2 separate regions of the Mus musculus genome follow, and region 2 is linked to region 1. A link is a contact called in public Hi-C data. All regions are on one chromosome and are shown on one strand. The core of a region is the stretch at or near the end of the contact, and the rest is flanking DNA. Distances in the headings are between cores, read along the strand shown.

The links. A called contact is a pair of places that touch in the nucleus more often than the background predicts.
Region 2: a contact with region 1 is called in a Hi-C map of the N1E-115 cell line, with 2.1 times the contacts expected there. The contact joins two enhancer-like sites. A contact is called at or near these places in 1 of 484 Hi-C or Micro-C datasets (the N1E-115 cell line) and 1 of 9 other capture datasets (embryonic stem cells).

Annotation. Positions count from the first base shown.
Region 1 is chr11:17,849,601-17,854,203 of GRCm38.p6, reverse strand. No RefSeq gene overlaps it. Among named protein-coding and RNA genes, the nearest start is that of Etaa1, 100 kb to the left of the region's middle. Within about 2 kb of position 2,698, at least 5 of the 459 cell types and tissues checked have an H3K27ac peak or open chromatin away from gene starts, as enhancers often do. A contact at or near this core is called in the N1E-115 cell line, where this site is marked.
Region 2 is chr11:18,352,357-18,356,959 of GRCm38.p6, reverse strand. No RefSeq gene overlaps it. Among named protein-coding and RNA genes, the nearest start is that of Gm12022, 140 kb to the left of the region's middle. Within about 2 kb of position 1,954, at least 2 of the 459 cell types and tissues checked have an H3K27ac peak or open chromatin away from gene starts, as enhancers often do. A contact at or near this core is called in the N1E-115 cell line, where this site is marked.

The DNA of each region.
Region 1 (4,603 bases), core at 1,449-3,948:
GCCATTGATTTGTAGAAGCCTACTGGGAGAGGCAGAAATTATATCTTCTTTGCAAAGAAGAAGTTGGAGTCAGCAAGGTCAGGGACTTACCCAAGTTCACCTTCATTGAGCAAGAGAAAGGGCTGAAGGGCCAAGCCCCAAGTGGTCCTCCATGTGGCACTCTATGTGGAAAAACCATTGTTTTCTGAGTCATATCGAAGTTCTGAGCCTCTTACAAGTCCTCTGCCCCACTACTAGTAATTCAACAAAGATACTTGGAAAATGTGATTTTAAAACGTTGAATTCTCCAGTAAATTAAATTCAAACTCCGTTTTATCCATTCCCCCCTGCCCCCCACCTCCTGAAACTTGTAGAAAGTAACTCTGTAAGGAATTGGGATCCAGCTCTTTGAACTTTAACTACTCCCAGGACCATGATCAGCAGGACAAAGGGGAAAAAACATGCTCAGCAAAGGAAGAAAATTGGTCAGTTTTCTCTAGGCCTGCTAGCTTTCCTTAGTATTCAAGGAAGGCAGGTTCTATATACACAGAAAAGTGAGGGCATTGTTTTGAAACTGTTTCAAGTCTAGCAGTTGAAACCCGGAGATCTCTGTTACCAAAGATAATGTAGGTGCGACTAATACTTTCCGAGGTACCTGGGCTTTATGCATGAATTGAGCATGCTCTGATGGCTTGGACTCAATCCCTGTGACCAGCAACAGTCAACAAAAGACAAAGGGAAGCAATTTAACCAAGGTTAACCCATGGAATCCTTTGCTTGGCAACGAGACGATTCCTTTGTTGGATTGGTCATTCTGCCATTAGCTTTTCTGTAAACCCCTTCAGTCTGGCTGTGACCTTGTAACTGACCTCTCCTCTCACCACGGCCTTCACAAGTAACTCATCCGAAGGCTTAATGGGAGGCAGAAAAATCTAGAGCCCTCCTCAGGAGCTCCAAAAACGTAGTTCCACCAGACTCACTCCATTTGCAACGTGATGGTCCCAGGGGCATCCTTGTTTTTCTAAAATATTTTCCTTTTATTTATATAAACTTGAAAATGTTTACAACAATTCCCAAACCTGTTTCATGATTTTCCCTGGATTGCCACACTGAAAACATTTTCCATACACCTTCAAAGACTGGACTAAAAAAAAAATTTTTTTTTTATCTTAATTTGACTTTTCTTTCACATTACTAGGGAGTGGAACCAGTTTCCATAATTAGAGGAGGCATATTGACCCATCAATTACTCTGACTGTTGGTTCCATTAATGTGCATGTGAAAGGTGTTTTTCAAACTGCACCAAGTAAATGTGAGAATTTTTATCAGAGGCAAAATATTTACTACGTGACTAGTTATTGGATGAATTTTTAAAATAAAATAAAAGTTTCTTTTAAAAAATCTCCTTTTCAATTTTCAACTATCCACATACCCCAAAGGGGGAAAAAAATCAAAAGTCAAAAAAAAAATCATACTTTAATGGATTTTTTTTTGGATTTAACAAAGGTACTTGATCTTTCCAAAAATTTTCAAACATTCATACAATCTCCCAAAACAATTCTTATGATATATGTATATATTTGCATTTACACATGCATGCATGCGAGTGAACACACCTTCAGCTCGAGCAGCAACAGCGACCTCTAGTGTGTCTTTCTAACCTGCTCACTTTACGGCTTTTATTCCCCGTCTCTTTAACCTCCAGGAGACTGCTTAAGCTTTAATTTCCAGTTCACATTTGATCTAATTTCTGTATTGACTAAACCGAGAACGTGATCTTTGGGAGATCTTTTTTGGTTCTAATAAAGTAATAAAGCAGTTATGGCTTTATTAATTAGTGTCATGACAGTACCCAAAGTTGTACCTGCACAATGCCCCCCAACGGTGGGCTTTATTTGCACGATAAACTCACCTGGGGCCGAGGAACTCTTCCTGTTCTAAGCACAAGCATCCACTCTCCAGCATGCATGCTTGCTTTAGGAAGGTTCACGTCTCCTTGATGCTCTCCAGTGGGCCTCTTTATTAAAATTAAGCGAGAAAAGGGACTGAAGAACGGCTCAGCTGTTAAGCACACTCGCTATCCCTTCAAAGGGCCTGAGTCTGATTCCCATCACCCACGTGCTGGCTCACAACCTCTGTAACTCTAGTTCTAAGGAACCTGAATGACCTCTCTTGATCTCCGTGGGACCAGGCACACACATACTAAACAGCCACATAAACAGGGAAAATATGCACACGAGACAAAAAAATACATTTGTTAAAATTAAGGGAAAATTGAAGACTCTGTCTAAGGGCCAAGACATTTTTTTTTTTAATGTTTTAGGGGTTTACCCTAGCTAGATGTACACTGCTGTAAGGAGAGTCTACAGGAACAAAGTTGTATGATGTTGACAGTTTGTATCAGCAATTCTACTCCAGGTTTCTCTTTTCAGTGTATAACAGCAATCTAATTTTCTATGGGCTCGGTCTTGGGACACAGGGCTTGGATGACCATAGTAAAATAGTCCATAGGCTTTTCCACGTCCCTCCTTTTTTTTTTTTTTTTTTTTTGAGCAAGTATTTCCTGTCTCCTTTTAGACAGAGTTCAAAGTAAAACATCCCCTCTCATCCGGTCAGACTGCATCGGATTCCCATTGGCCTTGTCTGTTTGTGGTCTGTCTGACAGAGGCAAGCTGAAAGGGGTTTTCTGTCTGCCCTATGGCAAACACTTTTAGGATGTGTGGGAAAGAGGCAGAAAAGATTTTTTTTTTAAAGTAAATGTTTCCTGTAAGTGAGGAAGATTTTCAAATTGTAGCTGCTAGAAAAGATCCTGCAGGACAGATAGGGAGATGTGAAAGGCCGAACATGACTGTCTCCTGGGATGGAGCTGGGCTTACTGGCAAGCAAGAAGCTGCATGTGGAAAACATGCTCCAATCTGTGTAAGTAAGCATGGCAGAAAAATGAGCATCATTTCAGGGTAAAAAAATAAACAAAACCTGTTGAATCAGAGCCCTGGGGAATCAGGCAGAAAGATGGATGTAGGTATGTGGTTATAGGCATGAGTAAATCTGCTTGCAATGCAGCAGCTGTGAAATACATAATAGACATTGTGTACTTACATTTTCTTGTACTTTATTGTGTATGTCTCTCTTGCCATTGTCTTATTGCCCATGAGAGTGTGTGTCTCAGTGGCAATTCTGAGATGACACCTATCAAAAGAGAGAAGAAAGAACAGAATCAGAAAATTGGTGAACCCCATAGGAGACCATTAATTAGGGTTGCATTTAGGTCAATAAAATATTTCAGAGTTAGGCCCATGGAGTTCTGCTTGATCAACCTGCTCATTTGCAAATGAATAAGGCCTGCCTGGAGTGTCCAGTGTCCTGGAGCAGAGCTGATATTCAGCTGGGGTACATAGCATATGTTCTAATTCGGTTAGTGTGATGGTTGCGTGGTCTGTGATTCTTGGCTGCTTTTGAATATCGATCCAATGTTTGGTCATCAAGTCACTAGTTTGTGCTCATCATCTGTTTTCTGAGTTCCCAGACCAATTATCACATCCAAAATCTGTAATTTGGCACCAAAATACTCTTCTGCCTCCTTTCTTTCTGCCTTTCTGCCATTGCCTGCTTCCTGCCTGCCTGCTTTCTTCTTTCTTCTCTTTTTGAGACAGTTTCTCACTATATATAGCCCAGTCTGGCCAAGAACTTACTCTCCAGACAAGGATGGTCTCCATTTCACAGAGATCCACCTGCCTCTGCCTCTGCCTCCCTAGTACTGAGATTTATGGTATGAACATGCAGCATGCCCACACACAGCCTGACCAGAAGCTTTCTTGAGCAACACCCACGTCACAGCTCTTCCAAAGCGGACTCACCTGACCAGAAGGTACCCTTGCTCCCTGTGTCCAAAACCTACCCCATGGTGAATGCCACTGGCTCCTCTCCAGGAGGCTTCAGTGAGCATAGAGACCTAATGGCACCTGCAGCTTATTTCAAAACCTGTGTCTGTCTGTCATGTTGTTTGGTAAAATTATACCAAATATCAATGTATTTTCATGAATCTACAGAAAACTAAGTTCATTGCTCCACAAAGATTTGATTTAGGCAACTTAAAAAAGAATAATCAGTTGATTCTTAGATAAACTTTATTATTAAAAAAATTTGCAAATAACTAAAAGAAATATCACACACCAAAACAAACAAACAAACAACCTAACAAACAAGCAGTTGAGACTAGGTGGATGAGAGATGATTCGAAAAAGCAGCAAACATGAAGACAATCCTTTGGCAGTCACACACTCTGTAAGTATCATTACATTTTTCTCAGAGAATCCCCAGACCTCATTGCATTCTTGGAATTTCATTTTCTAAGAAAGATACTGTGGAACTCTCAGGGTTCCAGATAGGAAGGAGGTCCAAATATATATAGCATGATGCATGTTTAAGTGTCACATCATTTGAAGTCATTTCTCACTTGGAGCAACTGGGTTCACTGATTCCTCAGCAAGCAACCCTTCAGTGTTCTCTGAAATCCGCAGATTTGACAGGATTCCAGCTAGGAACTTGTGTTTTTCAGCTCTGGTTGAGGCTGGGGTCCTTGGCTGAGGTGCAGGAGAGAAGCACGAGAAGGAGATTGAAGAGG
Region 2 (4,603 bases), core at 705-3,204, 500 kb before region 1:
GCAATAATACTGAATTGTGATGGATGGACACACACACACATTTGAATGAAAGAAAATGAGACAAATGATTCAAATTTGCACTTGTAAGCAGATTCCTTGTGGGTCACCGCTATCATATACAGACAGACGTTCTTCCTCTCCGTATCATAATGAATACTTGTTTATTACCTTATGACGAAGGCTTCACAAAAATGTGGTTCACATTTGAAGGCTAGGCAAGGCTATTCACTTTGACATTGATGCAGAGTTGGGAATGGAGTCCCGGAAAAAGTTGGGATTCTAGTGTGTCTGATTTTCTTCTGAAACTCATTCAAAAGATTTCTTTGGCTATCTTCAGAGCTGAATCAGTCTTCCTGGACTTTTGATTGCACAACGCTTAGACACCACTGTTTTAACTTGGCTAGGTAAAAATTTCAATTTATCTTTCTTATATGATGTCCTCCACTGTGAATAATAATCCTAGTTTTCAAATATATATTTCATATCATTAAAAGCAGCTAAAGGGGCCAGGTGGCCTTAGAATTCCCAAGATGACATTGATGCTCTTAGTACTATTTCAAACTGCTTAGTGCTATAGGAGAGTGAACTTGTCTGCTACAAAAACCAAGTTCAATTAATCATAATTGAGAAACACATTGTGATGACCACAGGATGTTCTAAAGAACAAGTCTTGGAACCTTGTGATGGGATTGCAAGTCTCTTTTCAAGTCGGTCACTGTTTTTTTGACCCTTCAAATGCATGAAAGCTAATAGAGTGCTATGTAGTATCAACATGCAAATCCAGAGGACGAAGCACACAAACACTACAGCCACTGAGAGGAAATACACATTTACAATTACACTAATTCTCAAAATATTGAAATCTCATATAGCCAGTAAAAAGAACTTAGTCTATCTTATGTTCTCTTAGTGCTAAATGTATACAAAGATATCTGTGCTTTGTTAAATTGTTGACCTCAAAATAGAATGCTTCGATTATGTTTTAAGAAGAGAATAAGGTGAGACACTCTGCTCTACAGCAGATCAATGTGGGCAATAACTATTTTTCTTCCTGGTTGAAAAATTGGACTGCCGATTGTGTTTGCGATCTGATGAAAACAGCTGAAGAAGCTGCGACGCTTAGTCAGATACCTTTAAGGAGGAGACATAGTTTGATTGTGGGTAAGGTCAGGACATTTATTTAGAATGAGTCCATCTTACTTACAATGTTTAAAGAAAAGATTTTGACGTGGGATCTCAAGTTGGATGCCCCCATTTTGTGTGGCATCTTATCAAATTTATTCCCTCAGTTTCATGAGAGAGTCTAACTAGGTTTGTCCCTGACTTCTCAAGGAGTTGGTATAAAATTTTCATGGTCTGTCTAAATATTCCCTTAATTAAGCATCCAAGGAATTTTTAATACAAATGTAATAGATTTGTTTTCTCACAAGCTACTATTTAAACAGCCATTTGTGATAAATATTTATAAGTGTTTATAAATAAAATATTAATTGCCTAAAATGGCATTTTAATGTGGCACTCGCTACCAGTGAAATGCCGCAAGTGTGACGCTACCTCATGAAAAGTTCTGGAACATCTGGCCCTACACCAGCACCACCGTGGAGGCTTCTGGGACAAGAATAGCTGTGGCATCTTCTCAGAGCTTCTTTTGGACAGAGGTACCTCTGTTCCAGATGTTAGGATTCTTAGAAGTGCCACACCTCCAAGAACATAGCCATCCACTTCCTTTTCCTAGATTGAACAGAGGACACCCAGGTTCTTCCTTGTACTTTCAGGGGAGAGGACTCCACCTTTCTGTCGTTGTTGCTTTCTCTCTGGCCTCGGGATGTGAGACTTTTCAGAAAGGGAAGCACAGAGACTTGACTGTGATCCAAGCTCTCATTGCTGGTTCAACTTGTTCTATGCCAAGGCCAAATTAGATTACAGAACACTAGATAAGGAGACAGGAAGAAAGCACTCTAAACAGACTCTCTTAAGCTTTGTTCTGGATAAAAAAGAAAGAATGAGTCACCGCCAGTCTGTTAGCTCTTCTGGGATTGAATATCTGTCTACCTGCCCAAAAGCAAACCAAGCCTCCATGGGCCTCAACATCTCCATCTGTGAGCCATGAAAATAAATGTGTGTCATTTACATATTTTAGGGACACTAATGAGAGCAACAGTTTGTTTTTATTTATTCATTAATTGAGGCAATTTATAAACTTACACCATCTGCTACAAAAATTCAATTAAATAATTGTTATATCCCAGTGTTACAAGTAGTATAACAGTTTATAGAAACATGAATCTGGTAGAGGTAGCCAGGTGTGTGGGGAGTGAGGAAGGGTGCTTTTCTTGAAAGGGTGTGCCACACTTTCATGCTGCACACATATTTAAGCAAATTTGAATGTCATGGCTCTTCCATGCTGTTTAAGGGGAGATGCGTTTAGTGAGCAGTAGCAGATTTTGACTATTGACTTTGTCTTACTTTGTGCAATCAGTAGTGCATCAGATTTTGTAACATTTCTCAACTTTAGTTTCCACATTTATAAAACAGAGCTGATTTGCTGCCGATGCTGAGAAGAAGGTTGGCAGTTTTCCATCTACTTATATCTTTGCGACTTAAGATTTCTGTGTTTATGGAATTTAACTTAATTTCTCAAAATGCCATAGAAAGGACAGATTGAATGCAGGCAGATGGTGGAAATGACAGCTTGACCTTGAAGACGAGGCTCAGAAGAAGCAAGGCTCAAAGGTGCTGTCATGTCACCAGCACTTGGGACAGAGATCTAAGGACATGCTTTTCTTGAACTTCCAAATAACATTGTTTTGACAACATATTTCCAGTGTGTTTTATAAGCAAATCCTTTTCCAAAATGATTTCAGCTCAGAAATTTGCTCCTTTGACATTTCTAAATGGCTATTTTATCCTTGAACCATCTCTGCATCTCTGAAAAAGACCTCTGAAAAAACAAACAAAAACAAAACAAAACAAAAAATAAAGCCTAAAACCTCTCTTTATTGTACATGAAAGGTTTCTCTCTTCCACTCTAAGCAAGGATGCACTCGTTGTCAGGGCTGCAGGTCAGTTGGCAGTCTGCGTCATTGAGAAGGACGCTGTGGAAAGGTGGGAACGCTCTGTGTTGATTTAAAGTCCGTGGAGATGTGGGTGAGAACGCTGGCATTTGAGTATGTGAAAATGTTTCTGGCTGATGCTAAACCTTATTATTTACAATTCATTACTTATGAGTCAAGTCCCAGTATTCATTGTGCACTTTGCAATTGCATTGTATAAGTTTCATAAAAGAAGGCAATAAACATACAGCTACCTGTTGCACAGTCCCCAGAAGCCAATCCTCTGTGTAGTGCTCTATGAAATTCTATTTTGATTAGGTTGTTACATCTGGGACAGAACTGCAAATAGTGTTTGGCAATGGAAAAATGTGGGCCTGTATAATTCTAAGATTAAAGTCTGTCCAATAATACAAGCATGCCACCTGGGACGAGTCCTATATTTATAGCAGAAAGGCCACAGAGTAAGTATTCATCACTCAGGTTCAAGAGAGGTATTGCCAATTACTTTGGGGCCTTTTGTGATAACACTAGATGGACTATGAGGAAAAAAAACATATTTGATCTATTTCCTGCTCAAGTGGATAGAGAATGAGTAAATACGATAAAAGTAACCCCATCTGGATGGATGGGGGTGATGGGCCAAGATGAACCCCTGCGGCAGATCCTCTTCAATTCTACCTTCTTTGATCTTATGATGTCATAGCTTAATTAATAAAGATGACTTCTCTGTGTGTGTTATACCCTGTAACTTCTATAACTTTTTCACTTGACAGATGATTTGGCTTAAGCTCCCTTACAAACACGGGAGGAAGCAAGGGATTAAAAATAACAGTTTCTTCAATTAGCAGGTTTAAGTGAAGAACTACACCCTAATGTCTTACATGTTTGTGTTTCTGCATCAGGCTAATTTCTCTAGTTAATCAGCTTCCCAAGTGGTTGTGTATGAAATCAAGAGAATGAAAGGCTATATGTGAAACCATAATATAATAAAATGATTCACTAGATCTAGTACACTGAACCATGCACGGGCTATTTTTAATAGGCCAGATTGTCCCACAGAGTTACAGATATAATAAGTATCAATGACAAATCCTGTATGTGACCACAGGTGGGAACAGCTGCCAGGTACTTGCCAAGAGTGACACTCTCATCTAGCTGCAGGTGGAGTTTGCCAAGTTCACCATGGCACATCTGGTCTTCAGTTTATGAAACCAAAAATTTATCACCAATGCTTCCTGTCCCCAATTACCAGCTGGTAGATAATCTTCCAGTAGTCTTTATTTAACGCGGAAGCTCCTGCACTCTTCCCAAGAAAAACCATGTGTAGGCAATGTCTGTGGCAGTGAGATAATTGTATTTCCCACTGGGACAGGTGAGTACTTGACTGCTTAAGTACACTGTCAGTACTTACTTAGTAAGTATGCTCTATTAAGTACTCTATCATGGACTATCAGCATCATTCTGGTTTGCTTGGCTGTAGCCCCCTTTGCAAGGAGGTGCCATGTAATGACCAAGGGCACTTCAAAGGTGATGCTACTCTCCAAAAAGAA